Regions from separate parts of the Sus scrofa genome. Here region 2 is linked to region 1. Evidence: chromatin contacts called from public HiChIP or PLAC-seq data. All regions are on one chromosome and are shown on one strand. The core of a region is the stretch at or near the end of the contact, and the rest is flanking DNA. Distances in the headings are between cores, read along the strand shown. Region 1 holds the start of ATG4C (autophagy related 4C cysteine peptidase). Region 2 holds the start of USP1 (ubiquitin carboxyl-terminal hydrolase 1).

Evidence for each region. HiChIP or PLAC-seq counts read pairs in DNA pulled down with a chosen protein or histone mark.
Region 2: a contact with region 1 is called in an H3K27ac HiChIP or PLAC-seq map of alveolar macrophages. The contact joins the promoter of USP1 here to the promoter of ATG4C in region 1. A contact is called at or near these places in 3 of 5 promoter capture datasets (fetal liver, fetal skeletal muscle and liver), 11 of 47 Hi-C or Micro-C datasets (alveolar macrophages, embryonic fibroblasts, fetal heart ventricle and 6 more) and 2 of 2 datasets of contacts at active chromatin or transcription factors (alveolar macrophages and skeletal muscle).

What each region holds. Positions count from the first base shown.
Region 1 is chr6:149,688,045-149,694,124 of Sscrofa11.1, reverse strand. It overlaps ATG4C (autophagy related 4C cysteine peptidase), which reads left to right and starts at 2,211. Exons shown (of 11, transcript NM_001190284.1): 1 at 2,211-2,310.
Region 2 is chr6:149,982,552-149,988,725 of Sscrofa11.1, reverse strand. It overlaps USP1 (ubiquitin carboxyl-terminal hydrolase 1), which reads left to right and starts at 2,780. Exons shown (of 9, transcript XM_021096553.1): 1 at 2,780-3,572; 2 at 5,768-6,006. The coding sequence starts at 5,837.

The sequences.
Region 1 (6,080 bases), core at 962-3,461:
CCACTGAAAATGTTTTCTCTCGCAGAGTCATATTGGTTTGGAGCCTGAGTAAGGAAAGCCGCAGACTGCTTTCCATGATCATAGATTTTAAATATTTACTTGCTAGTGCTGCATAATTTAGCACACTGGAGTTGGAAAGCAGTTTGTAGCTGATGCCTTGCCAAGGTTACAGAATATAATTTCCCTCTGTGACTTCTACCTGAAGTTGTAAAAATGGAAAGTATTTTACGGTTTTTTTTTTTAACCAATTAAATTTTGTTTTGCTGCAAATCCGTAGAAAACCAATGTTTGTGGTATACACACAATTTTATTTTACATAATTACCATGTAGGTTAAAGAATGGAGCATTGTTTCTCATGGCCTGTTACTGTATAGTATTAAATATAAAAACATTCATTCTTATAATCCAAATCTTTAAGAAAGTAACAAAAAAGTATTCAGACAGCTTGTTAAATGCGTATTATTTGTCCTAAGAAATCACAACGAGTTCTGTATTTTAAAATGTGGAACCACTGGCTATTTCATCAAGCAGATTTACTTTGTGAGCTCACTTTAAGAAATGTTACATTTGGAGTTCCCGTCGTGGCGCAGTGGTCAACGAATCCGACTAGGAACCCATGAGGTTGCGGGTTCGGTCCCTGCCCTTGCTCAGTGGGTTAACGATCCGGCGTTGCCGTGAGCTGTGGTGTAGGTTGCAGACGCGGCTCGGATCCCTCGTTACTGTGGCTCTGGCGTAGGCTGGAGGCTACAGCTCCGATTGGACCCCTAGCCTGGGAACTTCCATATGCCGCGGGAGCGGCTCTAGAAATGGCAAAAGACAAAAAAAAAAAAAAAAAAAAAAAAAAAAGAAAAGAAATGTTACATTTGCTACAGCTTTGTGTAATTGGTTATTTGGTTGCCCTATCATATAACAAAAATAAATAGTTGTGGTTACCTGTTTTTGTCAGACTAATAATAGAAATTATTAATAGAAAATAATATTCAAACCATTAAACACATAAAAAATTCAGAACCTTTTCAAATCTAGTTTTTTTTTTTTTTTTTTTTTTTTTTTTTTTTTTTTGTCTTTTTGCATTTTCTAGGGCCACTCCCGCGGCCTATGGAGATTCCCAGGCTAGGGGTCCAATCAGAGCTGTAGCCGCCAGCCTACGCCAGAGCTACAGCTATGCAGGATCTGAGCCGCATCTATGACCTACACTACATACAGCTCACGGCAACGCCGGCTCCCTAACCCACTGAGCAAGGCCAAGGACCGAACCCACAACCTCATCTTCCTAGTCGGATTCGTTAACCACTGAGCCAGGACAGGAACTCCTCAAATCTAATTTTGAACTTTTCAACTTTGCATTCTGAAAGATTTTCTTTCCCACATGGTTCCATAGTCCAGTAGTGCAGAATGTTAATTTTTTGCTTCCAGTTTTTATTATAATTTCCTATGCAATTCAGAAGCATGTCTAGCAGCCTTGTTCCAGTACAATCCGGTGGTACTGCAAAGACAAAACAGGATCAAACTTTGCAATAATTTGTATTTCTCTCAAAACCGCTTATGAGGAAGGATGGAAATTTCCATTTCGTAAGAAGCCTTTGCAGACTGTCCTGGGTTTCAATTCTAGAAAATAATCTGAATGTGGAAAATAAGTATACATATTCCTTAATGTTTTACAAGAATTTACCTACAGTTCCAACTGTAGCTTGGTTTATGAGTAACTTCACAAAAGGATAAGACGGAATACCGTTTTTTTTTTTTTTTTAATCAAAGTGGGGCTTGGTAGAAAAGAGTACATTAGTCCAACGGATTTAACAAATTCTCCGCAATCGCACTTTGAGTTTTCGGGTGTCAGGGGCGGAGTGAGGAATAAGAGGCGCAGGGCATGCTGGATCTTGTAGTCCCGCGCGGGAGGGGCGTGGTATTGCATGGCCTGCTGGGAGTTGAAGTCCAGTTCAATAGGAACTCATGGTGGGCATAACGCAGTTTGTCTATCACGGGCACCGCTTAGAGACGGATACTTTGGTTCTGTCCTTGCTATATTGGTGATTTATGGTCTGACGTAGTGAACGGGGCGAAAAAGGATGGACAAAGTAAACGAACCAGGGGCCTGGTGACGCCTGCTATTGCTGTCGCCAGTCTGTAAGCTTGAGTGCCCCGGAAGTGGCTGTCCTGCTGGGTTTGAAGGAGGGGGTGGGGCGTTCCTCTTACTACGGTGGCCGGGAAGCTCGAGGTGCCTGTGGCTGCGGCGCAGAGGTTGGAGTGTCTGCGTTTTTGCTGGCAGCTCTTCTGGCGGCTGCTGCTAGAGCTGGAACATTTCCCGGGTTGGTGGCTCCTACACATTGTTTACACTTCTCCAGTTCTGTTTTCGGTGAGGGGTCGACTTGAGGCTAGCGGAGTCAGGAGAAGGTTGGGGCTTAGTGTCTCTGGTCCCCGAATGACCAGGTTTCTTGGGGGGCCTTGCACTCACTGGAGACCCTGTGGCAGACCGTGTAGGCTTTCAGAATTTGGCGCCTCCCTCATCTGCTCCTGTCTAGTGTCATTTGTTTTCTGACTCCTCACTCTTCCTGAGATCCAGAACTGACAAACCTTAAGCCTTCCTGTGGGCAGCTGTTGCCCTCTCTTTGGAAGCTTTTCTTTCTTGTTTCAGGCACGATCTCTTGTCTCCTAAGCTCATCCATTTAACTTCTTCCCTATTTCTCTCCATCTAAAAGAAAAGAAAGAAAACAAATTAGACGCTCAAGATCTCAGTGTTCTCATTCCTAACTCCTTTATCCCTTTTTTGGCCCTTCTTACTAATTCATACTCTGATAACACTTGCCTGAATATCTAAATGCTTTTCCATCCAGACCTTAACGTTCAGTCACTTTATTTGGTTTTTAGCCTGAGCGCTTCCACCTCTATCTACATGTAAGGGCTTTTTAGGTTGGAGGTTCATCTGCGTTCTTAGGATAACTGATGAATGGGAGAGTGATCGCCAATGATTAGCTAAGCGTGACTCTACTTACTGAGTTTATATTTCTTAAGATTTCTTTGGCTTACATTTTCGTTTTGTATTGATTATTTTCTCGCAGGGGGTTCGCTGCTACCCTGCGTTAGTGGAGAATACCTCCTCCTACAGCTCTTCGTATCTTAACTGAGATTTTTTTTTTCTTTTTTCCTACTTCAGGCATATGTCCCCAGTGGAGGTTTGTGCAATGATTTTTGTATCAGTTAATAGATAGACACAAGGGAATGCCTTTCCTCCCTTGTTTATGATTTGTAATTAGTGAGTCATTGAAATTACCCAAAGGGATTGAAAAAGCTTTGGAAGGTAAAGTCTATGTATATACCAATTTGCAAAATAATAAAGTGTCTTCCCTGAACGAGGAAGAGTTTCTAATTAGTCCAGTAATCTGATGCTATATTGAATTAATTATCAATTCTTTCACTGTAAAATTTTGGGAACTGTTTAATGTTAAAAAATAACCAATAGAAGGAATTTTATAGTTTAGTAAAAATAGTTTAAAAAACCACTTAACTGATGTTCTTTTTTTCTGTAAAATAGAATACAGGTATATCAAAAAGTTTATTTTTTGTGACTATTGATGAGCTATTTCTATATATTTGATAGATCTGGTAAAACAGCATGGTACACTATTCAGTAATGTGTAGACAGACATTTTTGTACTTCCTGCCTTTCTGGGGACCATGTAACTTAAATAACTTTGAAGCTTTCTTCTATTCTAAGTGTTGCACTGTAGAAATTCTAATAGTAAAATTATTCTTTAGAAGTCAAATATAATCCCTATGTGTCAGTATAATACAAATATTAATACTCATACCCGTCTAATTGGGGTTATCCTAATGAGTCAGAAATGGTTCCAGCCATGCTTAAGATTGGGGCTAAATGTATAATATTTCAGAATTAATTCACTCATGAGGTTCCTTACTGGATAAATGATAAGACTAGATATTACTCAAACTTTTCATATTTTTCCTGAAATTTTATTCATTTAGAAGGCATATATTCAGTGCTTCTTACTATTTCACTACTGTCACAATGTCATCAAAATATTTATTGAGAGCATCCTCTTGTCCTCAGCTCGGTACCAGGTGTGTTTTGTTTTTGATTTTGTTTTTGCCTCCTGCCTGACATGTCGAAGTTCCTGGGCCAGGGAATGAACCTACACTGCAGTTGCCGCCTATGCTACAGCTGCAGCAATGCTGGATCCTTAACCAGCTGTGCCACAAGGGAACTTCCTGTGACAGATCTTTAGAGCATTATTGCATTATATCATTATAAAACTTAGTGAGCTATTGAATATTATTTATATTTAGCAGGTGAAGAAACCGAAACTCAAAGAATTCAAGTCATTTAGTCCACTTCCTTTTGACTCTTACCACTTATTGCAGCTGCAAAGATTTGTTCTCTGCCTGGAATATATAGAGAACATTAATTCAATAAATATTTGCTAAGCAGCTATTATGTACCAGATACTCTTCTAGTTGCTGGGAATATAACAGTGTACAAAAGAGATTAAAGTTCCTGCTCTTAGAGAGCTTACACTCTCTCAGAATATGACACATAGATCTTGCCTTCAAGAAGCATCAAGTAGGGAGTTCCCGTCGTGGTGCAGCGGAAACGAATCCGACTAGGAACCATGAGGTTGCGGGTTCAACCCCTGGCCTTGCTCAGTGCGTTAAGGATCTGGCGTGGCTGTGGCTGTGGCGTAGGCCAGTGGCTTCAGCTCCTATTGGACCCCTAGCCTGGAAACCTCCATATGCTGTGGGTGTGGCCCTAGAAAGACAAAAAAAAGATTAAAAAAAAAAAAAAGAAGCAGAAAGTGTATAGATATACCAATATCTATACACTTTATGTGTTTTAGAAAGGTATTATAGACTTTATGTGTTTTAGAAAGTTAAGGTTGAAAAGAGAGATTTAACGAGGGAAGATTTCATGAAGATGATGAGATTTGATCTAGAACTAAAGTAGTGAGTGGGAATTTCATAGGTAGAAATTGGGAGGAAAGTAATTCCATTTTGAGGCATCAAATGAGAAAATTATAAATTGTAGGAGAGAGATTAGTGAGAGTAACAGGTAATTGGATTGCTTTGTATCTTCAGCTTTTTGCATAGGTGCACAGTGTTGGTTGGATTCGAAACAAAGTTTAAATGAATGAGGCTTTGGCAAGAGCTCAGACACTGAACAGTGAGGAATTAGATCTGGCGTTATTATTGTGGGGTTTAAAGAAAGGGATGAATTTGATTGCAGGTGGTGAAGGAATTAATAGGCACTGTTAATTATTGAATATTGTGTGGTGGCCAAAGGAGAAGGGAAGCCAGAGTAGTAGGTTTGAACTGAGTTGACCAGGTATGTTGCAGATTTACCTATTTCATCAAATTATGAGGGTTTTTAAAATTTTATTCCAAGATGCACCATTATTTTATGAACTGGTAAACAAATATTGCCAACTGAATATACAAATATTGTCAACTGTAAGATGTATTCAGTTTCAGAGTTAAAAATGTAAAAATGTGTGATCTAGAAGTGATGAAATGAGAACCTCCTTATGATGGTTGGTGAATCTTATAACTGCTGATTTTTTTTTAGACTACTGATAAATAAGTTTGTAATCTTTGACATGCATTCAGTCATGTAGCATTTATTTATTTACTAGGCACTCTTCTAGGACACATTGATATTGTGGTGAATAAATACTGTCTCTGCCCTCATAGAACTTATGAGGGGAGGCAGGCATAAATCAAATACTCCAACAAAGAAACTGCAAGTTACAACTATTGTAAGTTCTGTGGAAAAGGACTTGATGCTATATAGAAGAAAAACTTTACAAAGGAGTTAAGAGTGTGGCTAGGGAGAGGCTAGATGAGAGATGATAACATCTTGGACAAGGTGGTGTTGAGGGTGATAAAAGTGGACAGATTTTTGCATTTTAGGGCCACACCTGTGGCATATGGAAGTTCCCAGGCTAGGGGTCAAATCGGAGTTACAGCTGCCAGCCTATGCCAGGCTATGGCAACAGAGGATCTGAGCCATGTCTGCGACCTATACCCCAGCTCACGACAACACTGGATCCTTAACCCACTGAGAGAG
Region 2 (6,174 bases), core at 1,531-4,030, 290 kb before region 1:
GGGTGCTTTTTTTTTTTTTTTTTTTTTTTCCTCTCAAATAGGAATTATCAATCCCTTGCAAGTATGGTAACAATAAAAACAAGAATAACCCCTCCCCCAAAACCTGGTTGTGAACCTCTTTTACCAAATAATAATAGCATTATTTTCTCTTTAGGCAGTTTAGAGATCACTGTGTCTGTCATAGTGCTCTTTTTATAAAATCAGTGATAAGAGTATTGATGCAAATAATCCATAAACATCTACAATAAAGAATAGAAGAGAGTTTTATTTGAGCCAATCTGAGGACTATAGCCCAGGAGACACAGATTCAAGAACCACTTGAATTGTGTTCTGCTGGATTACAAAATGGCTTATATAGACAAAAACTGCAAAGTTATATAAACTGTGTGTCAAGAATTACTATTGGAAGTTCCCATTGTGGCTCAGCGGTAATGAACCCAACTAGTTCCATGAGGATGAGGGTTTGAATCCTGGCCTCGATCAATGGGTTAAGGATCCAGTGTTGGCATGAGCCTTAGTGTAGGTCACAGGCTTTGGGCTTGGATCTGGCATTGCTGTTGCTGTGGTGTAGGCTGGTGGCTACAGCTCCAATTAGACCCCTAGCCTGGGAACTTCATATACCATGGGTGCGCCCTAAAAAAAAAAAAATTGGTGCTGGTAAGAAGGCTGCTTATTAAGCAAGGATTCACTGCGGTCTGAAAAGGTTCCAAAATTACAAGGGGAGGCCTTGCGACCTTAAGGTAGCAACTGGCAGCTGCTGGCAGATATTGTTTTGAAAATGGCTTGTTGTCCTTGAGTTTGATACAGTTCAGAAAATTCAGCTTCTCAATGATGCAGGAACAAACCATATCCACAATGGCCACCTGGCTCCATTTGGTTGCTTGGACCACAGTTCCTCCATTTTGATTTTTAAATTTCCTGTCATCAGGAGCTTGTAAGTCTCTCTTAAAATGAGTATTTGGGATGGATATTGGTCTAAAATGGGTAGATTAAGGGGAAGTTTTCTGTGTTTAGAATTCCTGCTTGGCAAGAGTAGAGGTCATCAATGCCCTGCAGACTTTTTTAGAATAAAAATCATTCTAGGTGATTTCTTAAAATCTTGTGGATTTAAATACCATTTGGGGACTCCCAATTTTATATCTTCTGATAGGAATTCTCTACCGAGCTCCTACTCTGTTGGCTCAATATCTCTACTTCCATGCGAAACAGGCATCTCAGTGTTACTAAGAACAGTGCCCCCTCCCACTAAACCCACTATTACTTCAATATTCTCCATTTTAGCAAGGACCAACCTCTATTCAGTTGCTTTGGTTTAAAAAAAAAAAAAATTCCTTTTTCTTTTTTTGTCTTTTTCTTATCCATCAGCAGATCCTATTGGCTTCTATCAGTTCTCAACATTTCCACTGCTACTACCTTATCCCAAGCCCCCATAATTTTTTCCCTGGGCAGCAGAAATAGCCTCCTAGGTGACCTTCCAGCTTGCAGTTTTGAAGGTCAGCAGTCTGTCCACCACGAGCAGTCACTTAACCGATCACGCCACTCCCCAGCTTCAAACCGTCAAGTGATTCCCGTCTCCTTACCTAACCAGAGCCCTGCCCAGTGTCGCCGATCTCACGTCCCACAATCTTCCGCACTTAAGTTCACTGCGCTCTAAGCTCCTTGGCCTCCCTGCCTTCTTTCCAGAACGCCAAGTGCCTGAAGACTTTTATAACTTACCTTTCTCCTTGCTGGGACCATTCCTCCCTCAGATTCGGCCAAGGCTGGCTGTGTCTTCATTTAGTTTTCTACTCAAATGTCTGACTGTGGTACCTAGAACAGCACCCTCCTTATTTCCTCTCCTATCACTCATATTATTTTATCTCATTTTAGCTTTGCATTTACCCTGCCTAGAAGGGAAAGCCCCTTTGGAGCAGTTAATGTTCATTCGCGCCGTATCCCTGGCGCCTGGAAAAGTGCCTGGCACATCAAGCACCTAAAAACAGGCTTAGTTAAATGAATTTGCACTGAACTTATCCTGTTTTCCACTTGCTTTGTGAGATCACCTCGCCTCCGAGGTAGGCATACAAACAGGGACGGAAGCAGAAGCTATGGAAAGGCCTGCCTTGCCGTGTTTTGAGCCCATTAGTAAGGCCTCGCGCAAGAACCCCTCGAAGCTCCCCCAGCCAGAGCCGGGCGTTAAGAATGCTCTTTAGTCTCCTCGTCGTCCGGAGACAACAAGAGACGTCGGTGGGGAGGGGAAAGGGTAAAGAGGAGAAAATAACGCGTGGAAGGGCTGAGGAAGGAGCCTCGGCTCTGCACCGTTCGGTTGAGAATTTACTATTTTTCATGGCGGCAATTATTTTACTGGATGGCCCGGGGGCTGGGGCTGCGATTCGGGCGCACAGCAGCAAGCGAGGCGGTCAGCCATTTTCCGAAACTAATCTCCCGAGTAACCCCGCCCGAGTGTGTACGCATGAAACGGAGGCGGGACTTATTGTGAGGGCCCCTCTCCGGAAACCGCACCCTCGCTGGCGTCCCACCTTCTGGGATTCACAAAACGCAGACCAAGATTTAACAGTCGGCAGCGAAAGCGCGCACTCGAGCGCCAATGAGAGCGGGAGGAGAACGGCGTCTGAAGAACACTCTCTATGGCCAACAATGATTGGCTGAAGCCCTCCTGTCTTTTTTTTGTATTGGGTGGACTGCCTTTCCCCGCCCACCCAGTTCGCTTTTGTCTAGGTACTTTTGATTGGCTCCTCTTAGGCGGCACGGGGGATTGTTCATTACGGATTGGTGGATTTGAGCACCTGGCGGCTCCTTCCCGAGCAGGGAGTCCATCCCACCTCTCTGTCCTGTTTCCCGACCCGTACGCTTTCCCCTCAACTCTCGCGCACGAATGGTTAAAAAAAAAAAAAAAAAAAAGGGTGTGAGGCTGGAGCCCGCCAGCCAGGCCTCTCGCTCCTAAGCGCGCGCCCTCAGCGAGGACCCGCGCGAGCTGCCCGTGACGCTGCCTGCGCTGTTTGAAACTGCAGAACCCGTTACGAGCTTGAGGCAACTACCGTTCCAGCTGGTTCCGGAGCCCGTGCGGGCCAAGGGGCGAGTGGCGGTCTCGAGGCGGCTCTGGCCTTTCGCGTCTCCACCGCGTGGAGACTAGAACCGGCACTTTCGCAGGACACCACTTCCAATCGCAGCGCTGGCGCGGGCGGAGGCTAAAACACGGGGGTCCTGAGACTGAGGAAAACGCGCCAAGTTCCCGTCGGTGGTGGAGTGAGGAAGACCCTAGCGGTTAGGACGCCGGGCGAGCGGAGCTGCTTCTGGCGCTCCTTGCCGTCCCGGGGCGGGGGCGGGCGCGGGCGGGCGCCGCTCCGGGGATGTAGTTGGTGCGGGCGCCGGGCAGGACCGAGCGGCAGCCCGGGTTCCCGCTCTTCAGAGCGAATGGTCACTCCCCCGCGGGGAGGGCGATCCGACCAGCTTTTCCTTGGGTCGGGGGGCCCCCGCGGGCTCGGGGCAGGGGCTCACCTGTGGCACCCACGCTCGGCCTGGTTGGACTTGTCGGCGTCACCGCCGCGGACCTCGCTTTGGGCCATGACCAGGTAAGGAGGGCCTGTGGAGGTGGGGCCGGCGCCCGAGGGGGCCGCGGGGAGGACCTCGGCTTCGTGGGTGCAGCGCCGCCGCCGAGCTCCGTGCAGCGGGCGGGGCGCCCTCCTGCCGCCGCCGGGGACTCAAGGCAGGTGCGGGCCGGGCGTAAATAGGCCAGCTCCGCGGGCGAGGGTCCCGGAGCTGCGGTCCTGCTTCAAGACGCCTCCCGCCGGGCCCGTGGCGTCCTCACGGGCACGGGCACAGACCCCATCCCGTCTTTTCGCTTTCCTTTCCGTTCCTAGAGAGTGCGGGGTAGCGCCAAGGAATGTTTTCGCTCGCGTTGTCCTGGGTCGGGATTGCTGCATTTTACCGCGCAGTTTAAACTTTTACTTCTTTTTTTTTTAACAAGTATTTAGAATGCCACGTGTCTTAAACCTTTGTTGGGAATGTTCTCCTTATGTTACGTTTTTCGTGGAAAGTTGCAATTAAGTCGTACCACCTTGTGAAGGAGGCCGCTTAAGACGAATAGGACTTAGTGTTCACACTGTCACTTGTTCAGTAACATGCAATGTTCGATTTATCGTGGGTTCTGCGAAACCGGATTTAGATTACGGGAGAAACATTTTTGTTGTAGCAAACCCCAGTGATAAGGACAGGCGGGAGCAAGAAATGGTGCAGCATAAGGCACGGCACCTGGTCAAATGTTAGATTAACTAGGTCATGTTAAATCACTGCTTGAAGGAGCCTGGAGGATTGGTTTATTGATTAGGATTGGTAGTTATTTTAGCTGCCTGGCCATTTTTTTCTTATGTTTATATGTAAGTCGGGTTACTTTGTCTTTTAGAGAAATCAGATTGGCTCCCAAGAAAACCCTTTTGCGGGAATCATTGATGCTTAAGAGATCCCTGACACCTTAGTGCAGGCTGGTTTATCATTCGTGATAGCGTTTCTTCAGTAGCACTAGGTAGTCTGGAGAGTAAATTGAGTTGGAGTGGGTCTGTGGAAATTGGTCGGCTTTCCATTTATTCCTGAGGTGTCTCAAAAAGTTGGCTTCACTGCCGAGTTCAGTGTTATGAGGTCCTAGATCCGAGGCAGCCCAGTGAAATGTTAAATAAGGATGGAATTTAGTTCGTATTGTTACTCTGCCTATTTATTTGTAAAGTCCTTGCTGAGCTTTTGGACTCTTAAGTGATTTTCTGGTAATACTCCAGGCAGATAATTTCCCCCTAGATAGCCTAATAAAAAAACAGGATTGAAGTTTAAAATAACTACCACAGATACATTTTTTTAATCAGAAAGTTTTATTTTAAGACAGGGAAGAAAGTTTGCATAATGCAAACTATCCTTTTTTCCCTACTTAAAGCAGAATTTTAAAAAATTCTGGAGTTTAAGTTTGGAAAATCAGTAGCATATTTTGGTTTCTAGAGCGTTAAGAATTTGATTTACACAAATTATGGCATTTTTTTACACTGTTATCCTAATCTTGCATATGGTTTCTTGTTTTTCACACAAGGTTTTAGACTATTTCATATAAGTAGAAAAGGCTCTGGAAGGAGAACTCAGCTGCTTCTAAGCACTCCTTTAATTTCCCATTCATCTGTTTCCCACCTCCTACTTGAGATGGTAGTTGCTTGTTGTTTTCTGAATAAACTAATACATAATAAAGTTTTTATGCTTTAATGATACTACTTTATTCCAGATCTATTACTAAAATGGGTTAATTTGTGATATGACCATTAATATACTAAGCAGGCTAATAAGAATTTTAATATCTGGCCTTTTTTGTTGTGTAAGAAAGTTAAGGACAGGAATTCTGTTGTGGAACCTGACTAGTATCCATGAGGATGTGGGTTCCATCCCTGGCCTCCGTCAGAGGTTAAGGATGCAAAGGTTCATCCTTAGGTCGAAGACAAGGCTCCACTTCACACTGTTTTGGTGTAGGCCAGCAGCTGTAGTTCCAATTTGACCCGTACCCTGGGAAGCTCCCTATGCCGGGTGCAGCCCTAAAAAGACAAAAAAAAAAAAAAAAGAGTTAAGGACAAATGGCAAGCTCCTTCATTTAAGCAATAAACATTGAGCCTATTATTGCTGGGCATTAGGTTTTCAAGTACAAAATTCTAATTATTAGTAAATTCGTTTTTGCAAATGATGATTATATTGCCTCCAGTTAATAACTGAAAACTAATAACCTTTTCTCTGTGATTAACAGATATGATTGGTGATTACAAGGTTCCTATATAAATTAATTCTTGTCCACTCCTTGGGATTTGAAGAGAAAATGCCTGGTGTCATACCTAGTGAAAGTAATGGGCTTTCAAGAGGTAGTCCATCCAAAAAAAACAGACTTTCCTTGAAGTTTTTTCAGAAAAAGGAAACCAAGAGAGCCTTGGATTTCACAGATTCTCAAGAAAATGAAGAAAAAACTTCTGAATACAGAGGATCTGAAGTGTATGTTAAAGTATATTTCTGTACTTTTAAATTTTTTGCATCAGTGAAAAAGCAGTGAACTTAGATTGATATCTACAGTCATTCTGACCTGATAGCCCATTGATGGGGAAAAAAAGCACACATTAGTGAGACAAATCTAGCAATGTAGAGTAGAAACAGTAAAACTGG